Linked DNA regions of Mus musculus: region 1 is linked to region 2. Evidence: chromatin contacts called from public Hi-C data. All regions are on one chromosome and are shown on one strand. The core of a region is the stretch at or near the end of the contact, and the rest is flanking DNA. Distances in the headings are between cores, read along the strand shown.

What was found. A called contact is a pair of places that touch in the nucleus more often than the background predicts.
Region 1: a contact with region 2 is called in a Hi-C map of nephron progenitors, with 2.6 times the contacts expected there. The contact joins the enhancer-like site here to the promoter of Commd8 in region 2. A contact is called at or near these places in 15 of 39 promoter capture datasets (the 3T3-L1 cell line, 3T3-L1-derived adipocytes, the C10 cell line and 12 more), 1 of 15 datasets of contacts at CTCF or cohesin (large pre-B cells), 38 of 484 Hi-C or Micro-C datasets (the AML12 cell line, the C10 cell line, the C2C12 cell line and 22 more), 26 of 115 datasets of contacts at active chromatin or transcription factors (the 230-238 cell line, CD8 T cells, the HPC-7 cell line and 16 more) and 4 of 9 other capture datasets (adipose tissue, bone marrow-derived macrophages, liver and 1 more).

The regions. Positions count from the first base shown.
Region 1 is chr5:72,279,458-72,285,298 of GRCm38.p6, forward strand. It overlaps the pseudogene Atp10d. Among named protein-coding and RNA genes, the nearest start is that of Commd8, 110 kb to the left of the region's middle. Within about 2 kb of position 3,729, at least 20 of the 459 cell types and tissues checked have an H3K27ac peak or open chromatin away from gene starts, as enhancers often do. A contact at or near this core is called in nephron progenitors, where this site is marked.
Region 2 is chr5:72,165,374-72,171,158 of GRCm38.p6, forward strand. Commd8 (COMM domain containing 8) reads right to left here and starts at 2,816. Exons shown (of 5, transcript NM_178599.5): 1 at 2,706-2,816; 2 at 1-133. The coding sequence starts at 2,771.

The DNA.
Region 1 (5,841 bases), core at 2,479-4,978, 110 kb after region 2:
GCAGGTGAGTACACACCCAAGTGCCATGACCATAATCTGCCTACGGAGGAAAAGCTTCTCCATGATAAAGTTGTCATAGGACAACGAAGCTATGGTGTGGGGAGCAAAGGAGGCTGGACCTTCAGCTAGTCCACCGTTGGTCGCTTGTGACTACAATGTGGTTCTAGCTAGTCTCTGCTGTGTTCATGAGTTCTCCTTTTTAAAGGCTCATGGACATTACAAGATTTCACTTTTTAGGCATATGATGGCTTTGTTAAATTCTCACTGGGAGAAATCTACTACCATTCGAATACATGACATGAAGAATGTAGAGGACTGGGGTTGGGGGAAGGGAAAGGGAAGGAGACATGAAAGAACGAGGACAAGGAAGATGTGACTGTGCCTTTCTGTGTGTGTGTGTGTGTGTGTGTCTGTGTGTGTGTGTTATGCATGTATATGTGTATGTACATGTGTATATGTAGTCTCTCTTTCTGCATCTGCTTGGAAGGTAAGTTAACAGATTTGGCTTTACTGCACCTGCTAGACAGTGTGTGTTCTAGCATGTTCCTTTGCCCAGCATAGCCTTCCCTCCCTGTCACCTCTGCAGGCTGTGATGGCCAGTGACTTTGCCATCTCCCAGTTCAGACATCTCAGCAAACTTCTCCTTGTGCACGGGCACTGGTGTTACACCCGGCTCTCCAACATGATTCTCTATTTTTTCTACAAGAATGTGGTAAGTACCTGCCGAGAATTTGCCACCTGCCCCACCAATCCAACCTTCTACTGCTGGTTGCCTCAGGGATGAAGAGAAGTACTACGATGCTAACTTGCCGTGTTCGCTAGTATCTGGAGGACAGCCGGAAGCTGTTCTAAGTGTCTCCAGAGATAATCTGGGAATGTGTACGTTTGAACTATTGACAACAAATTGCCAGGCCCGTCCATCTGCTGGCACGCTCTGCTCGCTCTGCGTTTACATTCCATTAAGTCCTGACGGGTTCATTTCAAATCCAGCTTTTGACCTTCCGTAAAAAGATAGTGACAAGCAGGATTACAAAATGGCTCAAGCTGTCAGGAGAAAATGAAAAGGTTTGCTTCTGTGGTACTTGGGGAGGCAAATAAGTAAATAAATGAGTAAATAAATAAACAAGTCCACGGCTCCAAAATAATGGCTCCTGTAATATATCAAAGAGAGCAAGAGAGGAAAATCCAATTGCAAGGATTTTTTTCTACCCAGCTCATAAAGTCTCTTTATGCTTGGTAGATATTTTGTGATCGAGGTATTATTATTGCTTGCTTGGGATAATCAGAAATTGCTTGGAAACCCTGGTGTCTAATCTTTAGTGTTCCATTTAAATTACACATACCTCTGTTCCTTCTTTCCTTCCTCTTTTTCTTCCTTTTTTTTTTTCTTTAATTATTTTTTTTCAGGCAGTGTCAAGCCCAAGATGGCCTGGAATTCACTATGTAGTCCAGGCACATCTCAAACTTGTAGTATTCCTCCTGCCTCATCGTACTGAGTGCTGGGATTACAGACACATAGCAGCATACTGGACTTCAGTTTTCTTTCTTACACATTCATGTTGACTCATTTGATTCTTCGAGGTGGACAAGTAACTAACTACATTATGGTCTTTAGACTACATTTGCTCTTGGTCTTTCAAAGCAGAGTTTTTGCTGGGCTGGCCTCGTTTAAGATACGATGCTGGGGAAAGATGAACCTGCAGGGCAGCCACTTCCTCGTGCTTCCTCCAAAGAGACTGTCCAATATTACCACAAGAATCCCATGCTTTGGGACCCTCAGTCTCAAGATAACTGAATGTTGCCTATTCTGTTGGCACCATTCCTTGTAACTACTAAGAAATAACTGGGAAGGATGGTGGGAAAAAATACATGTGTGGCGTTGTGACGAGTCTTCTCTGAGCCAGGTGTTCAACCTTTGTTCTCTTCATCTGAAGTGAAAATATCTGCAACTCTGCCACTTATATGGCAAATAAATGGCTGGGTAGCTTTGTGCAAATGTCTTATTCTCTTTGCGTCTCAGTGGCTTAGATTATTCGGCACACAATGGCAAAGTACCACAATGATAGCAATTGAAAACTCCCACAGTCTAAGAGCCAGAAGTCTGAAATTAGAGTGGGTGTGGTTGGGCTTTGGTAATGGGCCTTTCTGGCTACATCCTCTCAGGGTAGAGCAAAGCCACCAGAGGTGCATTTTAGAGAAACGTTAATCCCATCCCCACAGGCTGTACAATGATGACCTAAGTAAGTTTAGCATCTGGCCTCTGCTCCTATCACCATCGCAGTGGAGGCTAAGATTCGCATGTACATATTTTGAGGATTCAGAAATACTTTCATTTATCACCTATAAAATGGGAGCAACAATAGTTCCTAAGTTGTTATGAAGACTAAATGAATTCTTGGTAAGTCATTTAGAATCGTGCCAGCACCACATAGTACTGGTGTGTGTATGTGTATAACTTAATAAGATATCCATAAGAGACAAAACACAATTAGAGAACTACATAACAAGCTGAATTCTTCCATCTCTGGTTGTGGACAAAGCCGCGGAAGGCTGAAGGTGTGGCTCTCAGCAGCAAAGCATGTAGGATGCCTGTTCAGAATGCATACGGATGTCTCTAAGATCGGAACGTCTTTCTTTGTGTCCCCAGGCCTATGTGAATCTCCTTTTCTGGTACCAGTTCTTTTGTGGGTTTTCAGGAACATCTATGACAGACTACTGGGTGCTGATCTTCTTCAACCTCCTCTTCACATCTGTACCCCCCATCATTTATGGCGTTTTGGAGAAAGATGTTTCGGCAGAGACCCTCCTGCAGCTGCCTGAACTTTACCGGAGCGGTCAGCGATCAGAGGTAAGAGTTTAAGCAGCACTGGATCAGCAGATGCCCAGCATGCTGAAGGCCAGCATGTTTCCGGTCAGCCAGGTCTGGATAGTATCAGATACTCAGGGGTATTTAACATGCCTGGTTGCTTTCAATGCTCTATACCAGTGGTTCTCAACCTTCTTAGCTCTGTGTCCCTTGTAATACAGTTCTTTATGTTGTAATGATCCCCCCCCCAACTATAACTATTTTGTTGCTACTTCATAACTGTAATTTTGTTGCTGTTATGAATTATAACGTAAGTATCTAATATACATAATATCAGGTATGTGACACACACACCCCAGGTTGAGAACCACTGCTCTGTACACATGGCAAATGTTAAATCAGTGGCCTGTGGCATCAACATAAATCTTTGAAGTTCTTATGTACTTATAAGAAGAAATTCAGAGTTGGAAACCTTGTTAATGCCAGCTGACCTTTGTTAAACCCCACTGCTCAACCTCTTAGGCTCCCTAGGAAACCTCTTTCTGCCTCCTTTATCTTCACACAGACACCTTTTGAGACCGAAGCCAGTACTTTTCCTACTCCAAAATGAAGGTCTGCTCCTTAAATGTAGTCAGTAATTTCCCCCCAAACTGGCAGTTAGTGGATGATAGAGCCAGGCTGTGAAACCAGCCCATTCTGGTTCCGTGTTAAATCCTTCAGAGTCCAGAGCCACACAAAACAGTAGCGATCAGAGTGGCTCCTTCTGGGGAACTTCCCAGCAGCTATGGGGTTTCCAGGTCTGGGAGTCAGCCTGGAAATATGGCAATATTTACCTTTCTTAAACTCTTTGCTATCTGAAAGCCAAACACTGCTGGTCTGTGGTAATTAACTCTTGCTGTCTAGCAGCAGGGGAGGAGGGAAAGGATTTATTGCTAGCACTCCCTTCTCTGGCCAAGCAGCCAGAACCCTTCACTGGCCAGGCTGGTTAACTCCTTCTGCACCAGAGAGGAAAAAGAAAGATGTCACTCACACAGACATACACAAGCCGGTGAAGTGGAAAATGGCTACATCACTACATTTGGATGGATGGATGGATGGATGGATGGATGGATGAGTAGGTGGGTGGGAGGGTGGTGTATGGTGCAGAGCCCCCAAAGCCAAACCATCATCTTCATTTCTTTTCTCTGGCCTTTTAGAGACAAAAGTTCTTCAGAAAATTACCTCAGAGATAAAATGTTACATAAAATGGGACTTACAGAAGGATGTTGATATTAAGTTCAAAGCAGTGTTTCATTCTGTAAGCTCAGTATAAGTTCAAAGCAACAGTTTCTCATGACCATGTCTTATCATAGGGAACACCTGTGGCTTCATCCTTGGACCCAAATGCTTTTTCTTGAACACAAATTTGTCTGAAGTCTATATCTCTTTTTAGTGTAATTATGAAAGCTCATTGTGTTTCTTATTATGCAGCCTTTACTTATTATGAGGAGTGGACACATTCTATGCTTGATTCTAACTTTATTACATCTTTTTAGCAGAACAACTACATCTGAAGCCATCTCTTAAAACCTTCTTCCTAAGATCAAATCAGGACTTATATTAAATCTTTAGTTCATCTAAACAGCACTAATTCATGAAAGTTCATCTTTATGTTCATCTGCAAGAAATCTGTTCAATAGAGTGGACTAATGTCCAGGGATTATTATATTAATTTAGTAATGACAGGAAAGGCATATCAGCTACAAGAAGCTATCCTGAGATGAAGTCTCTTTGGGACCTTGCCTCATAGAGCTCACCATTGCAGACCGTACAAATATGGTGAGCCACCTCCAGGAAAGCCACCTGCTAGCCTTAGCTTAGCCTAGGCGGCTCCTGACAGGCTCCTATTTCCAGTCCACTGATCCCTAGGTCCTAGCCACTCAGCACTGGCTCCTCTCCTGCTTCCCGGAATCTACTGCTCCCTTATCTCTCCCCTAAAGGATTATGGGTAATAGGCAGGGTAGCCTATCACCTAGGGTGGCTGTCCAAATACTCTTGTTTCTGATTCGTCTTTCTCAAGATTAATAAGGCCAACATGGTTGTAACAAGAAATTTACACAACAAAAGACACTTCTAAGTGCTTAATGTAATTTAATCCCCCAAATATCCCTCAAGAGAAGGGCTGCCTCTACTTTGTAGGTGGTGCAAGACAAGCATAAGGTGCTGGTTTTAGTAACCTGGTCTTGATGCTGAGCTAGTGAGGGTAACAGTTGGATCTGATTTCCAGGCCCTGGCAGTGTGCCTTTGTGCTATGCTGCAGAGCTCTGATGATTCCGTTTAGTTCTTTGGTTTCCCACTGTGGTGTTTAGGCCAGAATGTCGAATGTTATTATGTGAGCATTGCGAGGATCCCAACAGAGGTGAGCCAGGAGCCTTAGCCACCTATGTGTGGACAAAGGGGAGCATCTCCAGGTGGCCACATGTTCCACTATTGAGAATGAGGATTGCCAGAATTCTCACATTTGTAATGGACAAGGGGAAGAAAAGAAAAGGAGAGAAGGAAAGGTGAGGGTAAAGAAAGAAGAGAAAGTAAAAGAAACGAGAAGAAATGCCTTGGGCTAACCTAATGAAAAAGAGAGATGTATGAATTCACACAGCTACATACTCCAGGGCAATGGGGGCAGCATATTTTCCTCTAAGCAAGTATAAATGTCTAGCTTTGATGCTTTGATCCAGAGCTTGTCACGCACTTTCTCAGGTATTTGTCACCAAGGCTAAAAGGGTCTTCTTCCTGTTGTCCAGGTCTGGGGCTTGTGTCATTCCCAGGGACAAAGCTAAAGCACATGGGTGGGGTTGGCAAGATCATCTCTGGAAGCACTAGGCAGAGCACAGTAAGATTAGACATCAGAAATCTGTGCTGGTCCCCAAGGGCTGCCTTGAAGACACTGGCATAGATCAGCATGGGTTGGGAATTACAGAGGATTTCGAAAGAGTTAACTTTCTGATTCTCAGGTTTGACCTTGTCAAGTGCTTTACCCTGCCCACACTTCAGTTTGT
Region 2 (5,785 bases), core at 1,566-4,065:
CAACGACCGCTTTGAAAAACGTGGTAACATCTTCGAGAACATGCTTCCACTCAGCTGAATTCCAGACACTGTGATAATCCTGGTGGGCAGGATAAGCTCGGCCACAGAAGCCATCAATGATTTTGTGAAGAAGCTAGGGAGAAAAAAGGAAATCAAAGTACTTTAAAGAAAATGACATTGACAGACGTGCCTTTTATAAAACCAGCTACGACAGAAAGGCAACTATTTTGAAGATTTATTGTTGGTGGTTTTCTTTGTCGTTCTGTTTGTTGTCTTATTGCTTTGTTTAGTTTTGGAGACAGGGTCTCACCTCTGTAGACCAGGCTGGCCTCAAACTTGTGGCAATCCTCCTGTCTCAGTCTCTCAAGTTTGGGTGTTCCAGGTATGAGCTACCAAACCCTGCTAAATCCCAGACCTTCCATTATGAAGTCTACCTTTAGAAAATAAAATAATGTTAAGGTACACTGTTGTTTTCCAAAATCCCTGAATGGAGAACAGTTCACGTAGAAGCTTCCCTCCGAGATCTGAAGGTGCCATCTCTGTAGTAACCAAGCACGCGCTCCTCTCACAGATAAGCCCCCCCCCCCAGGAGCACTACTACCTCGGTTTGGCTTTGCCTCCCCCGGCCCCCAACAGCATACTCTCCTATTCCTCAGCAGGGGTGTTGTGCTTTGCTCTGAGAAAAGCACTGGCCATCTTTCCTTTCCCACCTGACTTCCGCTCTGCACTACCAGCAACTGAAACCATGTGAACCTAACAGAGTATGAAGACTGGATTTAGGACAAAACTGCTTGCTATGCTTCCTAGTTCCACCAACTCCTCATTTTAGTTACATTCTCTGCGATCCAAGCGTAAGAGAAGAATGTCACCTGACCACACAATGTCATAGAATTACATATGAGCACAGTAACTCGAGCATCTTAGCAGGCACAAGACATCAGAAGGCCGTGAGTCTGCCTTTGTTCTTACTGCTGTTATCACTACTTCCATAGCTCAAGCCTTCCGTGTCCTACTGCAGATAATCACATTCATGTGATACTGTTCCAGGCGACACTTGTATCCTGCCAACCACTTAAATCCAAGTAACTGGGAAATGGCGTTGAGCTAAACGTCTTTAGACTCCAATCGCCTTAGATATGAACCCACTCCGTGGGGAACAGTAACCCCCAAAACACCACACAGATGGGTAACTTCTGACTCACCATATAAAATGGGAATACAACCAAAAGCCACCTGTAATGTCTACCAAACAGTATCCTGACACTCCCTGCAACTCTATAAGGTAAGCATTGTAACTGTTCTCATTTTACAAATGAGGACATTGAGGATAAATGATGCTCTACCATAACAGAGTTCCAATCTATCAAAAAAAGTACACATATAAATAAGTGCGTGTGGTAGAGGAGAGGGGATAGAAAAGGTGTTTATGACGGGTGCAAAGGAACAAGGAAAGAGCTGAATTGAAAAGATGAGTGGCCATTAGGCATTCCCAGCCAACGCAATGTGCCCGCACACAGGACTGGAAATAAAACCCCAGCGCAGGAGTGGGAATTGCATCTTTGGAAAGGCAGACAAGGGTGAAAGGGCAGAGGACCTTTGAAAAGGCGAGTAGGGGCCAAATCACAGAAGGCCTTGCATACAACAGAAAGGAGTGAAGGCTTTAATCTGCACTCAACTTTCCTGTAAGTAATTACATTATTTTTCCAAAACTTTGCCAAGATATTGTGAGCAGGAGTAAGTGTGAGACTATAGAGGCAGAGACCATAAACAGGTAAAGGAGGTTGAAAAGGGGAGGTCCAAGGATGAAACCCAGAGTTTCTTAAATAGAGTGGCCTGGTAAAGAAGGATGGTGACACCACAACAACCAATGCTGTGAAAAGGGAGTGGAGACCCAAACCAGGGATTTCCCATAGCTGTGGCAAAAGGCAGAGGCCCAGGAAGAAGACAGCTGGCTCAGCTCTCAGATTCAGGAGTCAAATGTTTTGGCCATCTCTATATAGGAGGAAAGACACCCTGAAAGTTAGGAGACACAGTCCATAGATAGGTTTGAGCTTTGGCCCTGGCTTGCTGGAAACCTGTGGCTGACATATTTCACTGTCCTCATTTGTAAAATCAAAGAAAATGTTTAAAGTACATTTTCTAAAGAACGGAGGGAGTGGCGTTAAATTTCTTTCATCTACAACTGAAGCCGACTTTGGGTAGAAGGGCCACAGTGGAGACTTCTGAAAGCCTGAGCAGGGCAGAGTGCCACCATCAAATCACTTTCACAGAGGTCTGGACCCTGGGTGTGCTGCAAGAAACCCTGGTTGGCTGTCTCTGGTCTCCACAAGCCTGGCTTTATGGGTGAGCTGTTTTCAGCGGCTGCGATCACCTCTTGGCCAAACTTGAGTGGCTACTCCTTTTCTGGTTAGGAGTTGGTTCCTCCCGCCCTCCAGGGAACAGGTCCCACCGGGTTCGACTCCTCACTGCATCCGCCGGACCTCACACAGAAAGGGGCGTTCGGGAGACCTGAACTCAAAGACTGCGGACGCAGCAGATCTCGGGCTCTACCACCCGAGCTTTCTAGAAGCAAGAAGACCCCACACGCACCCAGGCCTGGGCCATTCCTAAACCGCGTAAAGTCCTTAGGCCGCCATTGTGTCTCCAGGGGCCCAAGAAGAATAGTCCGGACCCCGGCCTTCCCGTGCCCTTCACAAACCCCTCACCCCGGCGCCCTGCTCCGGAGGCAGCTTCTGTAGCCGCCAAAGCGGCGTCCCCTCTTCCGGCTCCATCCCCGAGAAGTAGAGATACCTGTCACGTGACAGGCCTGAACCTTAGGCTTACGCTCCGATTCGTCCACGTGACTTTCTGGAGGGCGGGGCCGGCGGGCGGGCTCAAAGTCCTTGTGCGCATGTGCAAAACCTCAGCCATTGGTTTTCTCCTGTAGAAAAAAGAGCAAGTTTTTTTTCCCTCTTTTTTTTTGGGGGGGGGGGGGGGGGGGGAGGGGCGGTCGAGACTGAGGGGAAGTCTGTTACCCATCCGCTTGCTGCTGAAGGAAGATTTACAGACTTTTGCTCGGTTGAGACTGTGTTCAGAGACAGATCTCATAAACTTTCTTCACTGCAGAAAATCATCTAGTAATAGTCACAGCCTGTATTTGAACCCAGGGCCTTTCCCCCAGAGATCTGACAGTCTCCTAGTCAAAGAGTTTGACCTCAAAGACAAATTAAAGTTACTTTTTTTTTTTAATTTTTTTTTATTTTAAGAAGAGATGTGGGGTGGGGGGCTGGAGAGATGGTTCAGCAGTTAAGAGCACTGACTGCTCTTCCAGAAGTCCTGAGTCCAATTCCCAGCAACCACATGGTGGCTCACAGCCATCTGTAATGAGATCGAATGCTCTCTTCTGGTGTGTCTGAAGACAGCTACTGTGTATTCGTAGACATAAAATAAATAAATCTTTAAAAAAAAAAAAAGATTGGATCCCCCCCCCCCGTTTACAAACAGCAAACGCAATCCAAGACAGAACTCATAGAAAGGCAAAGTTCAGCTATATATTATTAAGCAACCCAAAGACTCATTATCCAAGCTAAGAAACAAAACAACCTGCTGGTAAAGAAAACCCATGTTTATACCCACACATTTACCACAGGAGTGAACCCAAAATTCTTTGAGTTGTAATTTCAATCCAAAAAAAAGAAAGTTCGTGATAGAATGAGCCTTGTCATGAGAAGGTGCCATAACAATTAGGGTGATTACAACCCAATATGTAATGTTAGGATTAAGAGTGTTAGAAAGTGCTGAGAGGCATAGATAGAAAAATAGATAGATAGATAGATAGATAGATAGATAGATAGATAGATAGACAGACAGACAGATAGATAGATATGCCTTGTCCACAGTCACATACATGAGCGATAGCTGCAGAGTTTGAAGAAAGAATGAGAGTTCTGCTGTTCTGCCTGGGTAAAGGAAGGCTTACAGGAATGCATGCTTCTGTGACCATGCAATGTGTAAGTTAATAGTGCAAAATGACATCCATCAGGATATAAAGGATATCAAAAAACGGGATTTAGACAACACTGGACACCAAGAAAAGGTTGACCTTTGAAACATGACTATATTAAAATTGAACTTCTGGCAGATGCTGAATTTAAAATATTACATAAAGTGAGAGGAAAGAGCCCTTAATATTTAATGTCTTTTCATTAGTAATCGCTTGTCTTTGTATGTAATTTAAGGCATCATTTTTTTTTAATTTTCAACTTTTTCATTAAAAAATAAAGCGTGTGTGTGTGTGTGTGTGTCTGTGTGTGTGTCTGTGTGTGTGTCTGTGTGTGTCTGTGTCTGTGTGTGTGGTGTGTGTAGGTTGAGGACAACTTATAGACATTGATTCCTTCCTTTTAGGGTCCTGGGGTCTGGACCCTAGTTTTCAGGCTTGCAAACAAACAAATGTTTTAAGTGCCCTGAAGCACTTTAAAACATTACCTGTCTGTTCTGATCCTACCTCAGCTAGGTGTATTTGCGTTTCTGTCACCCTAACTTTGTTTATAGTAAGGGCTTAAAATGCAGACTCTGGAGTTAAGTTTAAGTCCAGCTCTGTAAATCATTGGTAACTGTTATCGTCTGTATAGCAATGGCAAGCTAGTTCACGTCTCTGGCTGGTCTGCGTCTTCATCTCTCATTATTTAGAATGACCATGCAGACTTTACAGGGCTTGTTTTAAGTTCATACCTGTAAAGTTGTTTACATAAAGCACAGCCTAGCACCTAGAAAATGGTATGATTCCTTTCTAAGGAGACTTCTTCCCCTGCCTGTATATCGCCAAGATACATCCAGCCTGCCTTATGGGCCGTGCAGGCAATGCAGATGAAGGGTTGCAACTGGGAGATGTGAAAGAAGCCAGGGAAGCCTCAGTGCTGAGCAGAAGCTGGAACGCCAGCTTCCTCTTTAGAGAGCTTCTTTCTGGGGTCGTTTCCTTATTTTCTATTGTTCTTCCTGTTTTTGTTGTCTGTCATTTGGGGGTAGAGTTTCGTCCACAAAAAATCTCAAGTTCTTCCTCCCTCCTTTCCGTCCTTCTCCAATTTCTGACAGACATCTACAGTGCATACATATTTGACAAATTATGACTATATTGATCTCTTTTAATGTTTGCTTTCAAAGCAGCCAAATATGACCTGGAATATAGCTCGATGGCACAGTGCTTAAACAATAGCAAGGAAAGATTTAAAAAATTAAAAAACAAACAAACAAACAAACCCTAGCTGTGGTGGTCTGAATAGAAAGGGCCCCCATAGACTCAAGTGTTTGAAGGCTTGGCCCATAGAGAGTGACATTATTGGAAGGTGTGGTCTTGATGGAGAAGGTGTGTCACTGTGGCGTCGAACTTTTAGGTACCAAATGCTTACTTAAGCCAAGGCTCATTTCTTTTATAGCTGCCTTTGTATCAAGATGTAGAACTCTCAGCTCCTTCTCCAGTACCATGTTTGCCTGCATGCTGTCATGCTTCCTGCCATGACAATAATGGACTAAAGCTCTGAAACTGTAAGCCAGCCCCAATTAAATATTTTTCTTTATAAAAGTTGCTGTGGTCATGGTGTCTATTCACCACAGTAGAAACCCAAATTAAGACTCTAGCCAATTTTGTGTGTGTGTGTGAATTTACCCATCTCCTTCTCCCAATGTCTTACTAAAGGCATCCACTAATAACCATTTACACTGATGATATATTTTCCAATTTATTTTCTAGATCGTATTTGCAACAGAGTCTGCCTTCTGAGTTGTCAGTCACTAATGAATCAGAACCCCT